Linked DNA regions of Manis pentadactyla: region 1 is linked to region 2. A link is a contact called in public Hi-C data. All regions are on one chromosome and are shown on one strand. Each heading gives the region's core, a stretch centred on a gene start, on an enhancer-like site or on the middle of the called end of the contact. The rest is flanking DNA. Distances are from core to core; before and after follow the strand shown. Region 1 holds the start of TAAR9 (trace amine associated receptor 9). Region 2 holds the start of SLC18B1 (solute carrier family 18 member B1).

Region 1 (3,663 bases), core at 398-2,897, 220 kb before region 2:
AAAAATGTTTTTGTTAGGAAATAATGTTAAACCTACAGAAAAGTTGCAGAAAGTTGTTCAAAGCACACTTATATACTGTTTACCAGATTTGCCTATTAAAATGTTGCTCTCTTTGCTTTGGCATTTGTCCTCTCTCTCCATCTTTATTTATGTGCATGGATAATTTTTTTCTGAACCATTGGAGAGTAAGCTGAATACATGACAGCCCTGAAGCCCTAAATATTTCAGTAATTTAATGTTGACACAATACTTTGCCAACTACTATAAAAGTAAAAACGAATTGATTTAAAAGTCACAGACTAGGGAAGTCAAAATAACCATGGGTGTATACACACATACCACATCCACAGAGAAACATTTAAAATTTACAGACTAGTGAAATCTATTACCTGAAGAGTATAGAAACATAGATAAAAGATATGCACACATAGTGTGTATGCATACAGCTTTTCCTAGGATCCTGCACTTTAACAGAGGCCAGACCTATAGCATAGGATAAATGGCAATAAGTGTGTTCCATCTTTAGATCACAGATTAAGAATTAGATGCAAGATTGTATTTTTTCATGGTTAAATGAAGTAAAAATTAATTATTCACTATTGTTTCGTGAACTCTGTAAATTGTTTTAAGATTGTATGCCTTTGTATAAAAAAATCTCAAATACCTGAAGAAACCAACTTCATTTCTATTTGAACTTTGGATAATTTAACATGAATCTATTCTTTCCAGAATCACCTCTGCAGTGTACCCCAGGAGTTGCCTACTCCTCTATGGTAGGTATAAAACTATACTGTTTTTTAAGGTTGGGAGGTAAGAGGCTAGGTGAGTTACTGCTTATTTAATCAATCTTATTGATATTAGATTCCAGGCTAAAACTGGCTGTTAGCCTGGAAAATACTTATGCAATGATTATATTAGTATCAGTTTGTAAGAAGAGTTCTTCAAGACATCTAAATTGTCCATCCAAATCATGAGTGAATACAAAAGTTAAAAACCCCACAAACTGAAAATAAAAGTGATAGAAAATATGCATTACCCCAAAATGTTTAGCAAGCAATTATAAGTAAATGTTTCCTCAGTCTTCACTTTCTATACCATAGGGATTTTGAGGTCATAATTTGAAGGAGATGTAATTTATTTCTTCCTTCTTGAAAAAAATGAAGTATAGTTCATCATTACTGTTGAAATGGCCCCTCAGGGGAGATAACTTTGTAAATATAACTCAGCCTTTGGTAACCTAATTATTTCTTAACTCAGGTGGTTATAGGTGAGATTTCAAAAGATAAAGTAACACTAAAAAAACACAACGATTTTTCTAATGATTAGCCAAATACATTCTAATATATTTTTGGACTAAGTGTGTAGCCAGTCTTTTGTGCTAAATTTGACCAAAATTTTAACAGCTTTCTGCATCAAGTTCCCACTCTAAATATATTAAAAACTTGGGACTACTTTTTGGAAAGATCAAGAGGTTATGGTTAACATGCCAAAAAAATTAAAAAATTGGCTTAAAAAGTTACTAGCTCTAATTCTAACTAGAGATTTTTTTTTCCTCTCCCAGTAGCTTCTGAAATTGCCAACTCCTCCATTTGAAGTTGTTGAAATAGGGAATTTGAGAACTATAAGATAATTCAAACAAGAAGGCAATGGTGAACAATTTCTCCCAGGCTGAAGCTGCGCAGCTCTGCTATGAGAACGTGAATGGATCCTGCATTAAAATTCCGTACTCCCCGGGTCCTCGAGCAATTCTGTATGCAGTCCTTGGTCTGGGGGCCGTGCTGGCAGTGTTTGGAAACTTACTGGTTATTATTGCAATCCTCCACTTCAAACAGCTGCACACACCTACAAACTTCCTGATCGCCTCTCTGGCCTGCGCTGACTTCTTGGTGGGCGTGACCGTGATGCCCTTCAGCACGGTGAGGTCTGTGGAGAGCTGCTGGTACTTTGGGGAGAGTTACTGTAAATTTCATACATGTTTCGATACTTCCTTCTGTTTCGCTTCTCTGTTTCATTTATGCTGTATCTCTATTGATAGATATATCGCCGTGACTGATCCTCTGACCTATCCAACCAAGTTTACTGTGTCGGTGTCAGGAATATGCATTATTCTGTCTTGGTTCTTCTCTGTCACGTACAGTTTTTCGATCTTTTACACCGGGGCCAACGAAGAAGGGATCGAGGAATTAGTAGTTGCTCTCACCTGTGTAGGAGGCTGTCAGGCGCCGTTGAATCAAAACTGGGTTTTACTTTGTTTTCTTCTGTTCTTTATCCCCACCGTTGCCATGGTGTTTTTATATGGTAAGATATTTTTGGTGGCTAAACATCAGGCTAGAAAGATAGAGAGCACAGCCAGCCAAGCTCAGGCCTCTTCAGACAGCTACAAGGAAAGAGTAGCAAAGAGAGAGAGAAAAGCTGCTAAAACGCTGGGTATTGCTATGGCGGCGTTTCTCGTATCTTGGCTGCCGTACATTGTTGATGCCGTGATTGATGCTTACATGAATTTTATAACTCCTCCTTATGTTTATGAGATTTTAGTGTGGTGTGTTTATTATAATTCAGCGATGAACCCCCTGATATATGCTTTCTTTTACCCATGGTTTCGGAAGGCAATAAAACTTATAGTAAGTGGGAAAGTCTTAAGGAGTGGTTCCTCAACAGTTAACTTATATTCTGAGGAAGCAGGCATAGATTGACAAGATGACTGCAGGGATTTCAAAACAAACATGGAGTTAAGGTCAAGTGCAAAACTGAACACTTGGATCTAGAGAGTGAAGTGTCACCATTTGCCAAGTAGGAGGATATTACATTTAACAGCTGTCCTAAGGCATTTGTCATCTTCATGTATGTTGGTATTTTACAAAATTTAGTGAAGGATGAGTCAGATTTGCTGATTACTTCCCATCGAATATTACACTATGGTTTTCTGATTTGTACAGCAATTTCTAATACCTTCTCTGAATGTCTTACTTGTTTCTTGAAATAATTTGAAGTTTTGCAGGTTATCTTATACTTGTTAACAATGTCCCATTTTCCAAAATACATAGAGGACATAAAAGCTCCTGCCTAACTTGTCAGTTAGATTCTTTGGGGACAAAAATCTTCTCTCAAGTATATTTTGTTTGTGAACTAATTACAAGATTACAGATTCCTGAAACTTTTTAAATCTAAAATGATTTTATAGAGAATTGGGCTGTAGGACTTACTAGTAATTGGAGATGGTCTGAAAAACACTGTAACTCTTGAGTGTTCTGAACCCCAGCAATGCTGCTTCTCCACTTTACAGAGACTGTCTTCGCAAAGACCGTGTGTGGTGATTATGTGATTCTCATTATACCTTACCTTTGGAGAATTCATTGTGCTCAAATAAGCATGTGGACAAAAGATCACTGTCATTTTTTAGTTCTTTGAAGAAAAATAATTTTATAATAAAGCTAATTCAAATGAACTTTTTTCACTTTTGAGTACAAAGAAGTACCAGACACTGTATTGGAAATATAAAGCTGAATGACCTAAATATAACCAAGTGTAAACTTACACTGACACTCACAGATAATTAAGAAAATCATTTGGGAGACTTAAAATATACATACTATTCTGCTTACTTGCATAGCTTGAGGATGATCTTTAGATGAACTGATTGCAGAAATACCATCCAATGAAGTT
Region 2 (3,802 bases), core at 933-3,432:
TTGAACTGCCCATTTAGGGGATTCTAAGACCAGCCAAAGACCTAAGCAAGACTAACAGTACGTTCATTGGCAGTCTGCTGCTAGAAGTAGAAATTGGGGTAAGAGGTAACAAAAACACAGAGGGCAGAATAAGCAGGTCTAGAAGAATGACTGCAGCTTTACCTTGAAATAGTTTAGCCTACACTAAAAAGAAAATAGGAAAAAATTATGAAATACATACGAATATGGTAGTCACATTGTTTGGAAAAGCCTTTGCAAGGACAGGAAAAGACACAGTCATTGCTGCAGCAAAGCTGATTACATCTGTTATTCTCACTAGAAAACACATAGCAATAAATATTGATCCATCTGGAATGTGGTCCAAAATGCTAAAAGAGAGTAAGACAATTCTCAAATGTCAGGTTGAGAGTTTTTTTTTCCTCCTTTTTAATTCTACTCACTGAAAATAGTAGTACCTTACTAATTATTAGAATAAATCTCTAAAATATGTGGTTTATTATACTTTTAAAGTTTTTCATTTGTTTAAAGTTGCTTTATTGTACTTTCAATATTAGGAAATTACCTCTTTGGTTTTTTTTAACAATTTGATCATACTGACAGTTTAGTTGTCTTTTTCTGCTGACAAAATGGGTCCCCTAAACAATAATACTAAATAGGCTTTTTGAAACATACAGAATCACTCTGGCAAGAACCCATATAGAAGAAAGACTTCTGAGTTTCAGGTCCCCCGACCCTGAGCAAGGTGGGGCTCAAACCTCCGAAAAGAGAATGAATGCAGAAGATAGAAGACCTGCCCCCACAAAAACAAAAGAAAACAGAAAAACACTTAGTTTGATATGAAGGTTTTCCTGAACTCGTTGTTATAATCTTACTATGTACTCTTGTGATTCCTCTATGCTCCCCCCAAACCTATGTAAGTTCTTCCATATTTGCTGCCACTATGAGGCTGGTTTAAGCACTCTAAGCTTAAGAACTTCCATAGCTATTTTGTCTCTGGCATTTATTTCCCCTTTTTCTGAAAATAGCAATGGAGGAAACCATTGGGCTCCCATGCTCAGATGTGAGCATGTGACTCAGGCCTAGACAATCAGAGTATCTCTTCCTGGTTACAGTGACCTTCAAGCCGGAATGAGTTACCAACAAAGATCAGGCCACTGGGGCTCTGATATGTGACTCTACTAGCAGCTACCAGGACAGTGGCATTCTCTTCCTACAGGAGCAGCCAGGGCCATTATGGTCATCTCAAGGGGAAAGTTTGTCCAGGAACAAAGCACCAGAAAAGAAACGCAAAACCAGGCACTGGAGAGAAATTTCTGATGACAGTATTTTAACATCTGTATCCTGATTTTCTTCAGCTGATTGGGTAAGAAATACACTTTTTGGCTTAGGCCAAAAATTTCCTATGACTCCGAAAAGTGAGTTAAATTTCTGTGACTCACAGTCACAGGATTCTAATGAATAGAATCAGTAGCCAGCTTAACAATGAGTCCCTTGAGGATTCTCTTCTTTACATTCATTCTGCTAAGTTACCCAACTCCTTTTACCACTAGTCACATGCCAGGCATTCAAAAGACAATCAATGGTACTGACTGATTTAAAGAGAACATTAATATTTTAAACTGAAGATGGATTACAAATTCTGTTCAAGCTCTCAAACATATCAGAACATCACTTACCCAAAGATAATTGTAACTCCTCCTGAGACAAAGATCCCTGCTACAAACATAAATTTTGCTCCAATTTGTACAAGCTATAATAAATGTCAAAGAAAAGTAGAGAATTGATGACTACTGCAAGTCTATATTGACATAAACAAATCTACTGCATGAGAAAATATATAAGATATGGGGAAGCTAAGTACAATTAATACAGAACAATTCTTTAGTGGAGTGACAACATACATTACTTACAAATATAGAAGAAGTTAAAAATCAATCAGTCCTAAGAATGGAAGTGTCAACAGTGGCATAACTCATAAAATACAATGGTGGTTATTTCTGTATCAATGGAATTTCTAGACTAGTAAATTAAAATAACTCATTACACAAGTTTTAGAAATTAAAATGTGCACATGAACGTTAATACTTAGATATTTTCCAAATACCAAAGCTGCCAGCAAGTCAAACAAAGCGTAACACCCAAAGATCATACCAATGACTGTGCTGCTGGCTCCTTTCTTTGCAGCCTTTAAGGAAGAAGGAAACAAAGTTTAAAAGACAAATTAGCATCAATGTGGGAAATGGAACTATTATATCAAAGCATAGTCTTCTTGTAACTTCAGTCTATGCAGCAATTTCAGAGATTATTTTTTATTTTAGCATAATTTTTAAAAATATTTTTATTCTGGGGAAAGGAAAGGAAGCTAGTCTCTGACATGAAAATTATTCACTCAACATGTCCATAAAGAATTGTTAGTTTTATAACCTTGAGAAAGAATAACAAAGCTGGAGTTATCACATTTCATGATTTCAAAAATAAATTATAAAGTTACAGTAGTTAAAACTGTATGATGCTGGCATAAAGACAGACATATGTACCAATGAAACATATTAGAAAGCCAAGAAATAAACCCATACACACATGGTTGATCTCTCACTAGAGTGTCAAGGACACACGATGGGAAAAGGAAAGTCTCTTCAACAAATGATGTTGGGAAAACTAGATATCCACATGCAAAAGAATGAAACTGGACCTCTATTTTACACACTCACAAAATCAACGCAAAATTAATTAAATGTCAGACCTCAAGAAGACTTAAATGTAAAACCTGAAACTATTAAGATCATCAAAGAAAATATGGAGAGCGGAGGGACTTTTTGATACTGGTCTTGGCAATGATTTCTTGAATTTGATGCAGGCAACAAGATCAGAAGTACAGGTCACAAAATTGCAGGCAACAAAATGAAAAGTAGGTATATGGGACTATGTCAAACTAAAAAGCTTCTTCACACCAAAGGAAACAAACAAGAGTGAAAAGAATGGGAAAAAATATTTGCAAACCGTTTATTAGACAGGGGATTAATATCTAAAACATATAAAAATCTCCTGCAACTCAACATCAAAAAAAAAAAAGGACATGATTAAAAAATGAGCCAAGGATACAGAATTTTATTGTTGTTAACAACCATTTGATCAATAAATATGAGAGATGCCCTCTCAAAAAAAAAAAAAAATGAACCAAGGAGAATTGAAGAGACATTTCCCAAAGAAGATATATGATTGGCCAACAGGCATATGAAAAGCTGCTCAACAACACTGATCAAGGAAATGCAGATCAAAATCACAATGAAATATCACTTCACACCTGTTCGAATGGCTATTACTTAAAAAAACAAAACAAAAGATAACAAGTGATGGTGAGGATGTGGAGAAACTGGAACCATTGTACACTGCTAGAAATGTAGAATGGTGCAGCCACTATGAAAAATGATATGGAGGGTCCTTAAAAATTAAAAATAGAACTACAATATAATCCAGCAATCCCTCTTCTGAGAATATGTCTAAAATAATTGAAAGCAAGGTCTCAAAGAGATATTTGCACCCCCATGTTCACTGCAGCATTATTCACAACAACCAAGATATAGAAAAACTCAAATGTCCATTGACAGGTGACTGGATAAAGAAAATTTGACATATACATATAGTGGAATATTATTCAGCCTTTAAAAAGAAGGAAATCCTGGCATTTCAACAATACAGATGAATCTTGAGGAAATTATGCTAAGTGAAATAAGCCAGCCACAGAAAAACAAATACTGATGATTCCACTTATGAGATTTCTAATGTAGTCAAACTTATAGAA

What was found. Hi-C and Micro-C count contacts between places; a contact is called where the count stands out from the background.
Region 1: a Hi-C map of blood shows a contact between it and region 2, with 3 times the contacts expected there. The contact joins the promoter of TAAR9 here to the promoter of SLC18B1 in region 2. A contact is called at or near these places in 2 of 3 Hi-C or Micro-C datasets (blood and skin fibroblasts).

Annotation. Positions count from the first base shown.
Region 1 is chr12:57,954,889-57,958,551 of mManPen7.hap1, reverse strand. TAAR9 (trace amine associated receptor 9) reads left to right here and starts at 1,647. Exons shown (of 1, transcript XM_036903655.2): 1 at 1,647-2,693. The coding sequence starts at 1,647. The coding sequence ends at 2,693.
Region 2 is chr12:57,734,087-57,737,888 of mManPen7.hap1, reverse strand. It overlaps SLC18B1 (solute carrier family 18 member B1), which reads right to left and starts at 2,182. Exons shown (of 11, transcript XM_057489259.1): 1 at 2,078-2,182; 2 at 1,677-1,750; 3 at 221-368. The coding sequence starts at 2,149.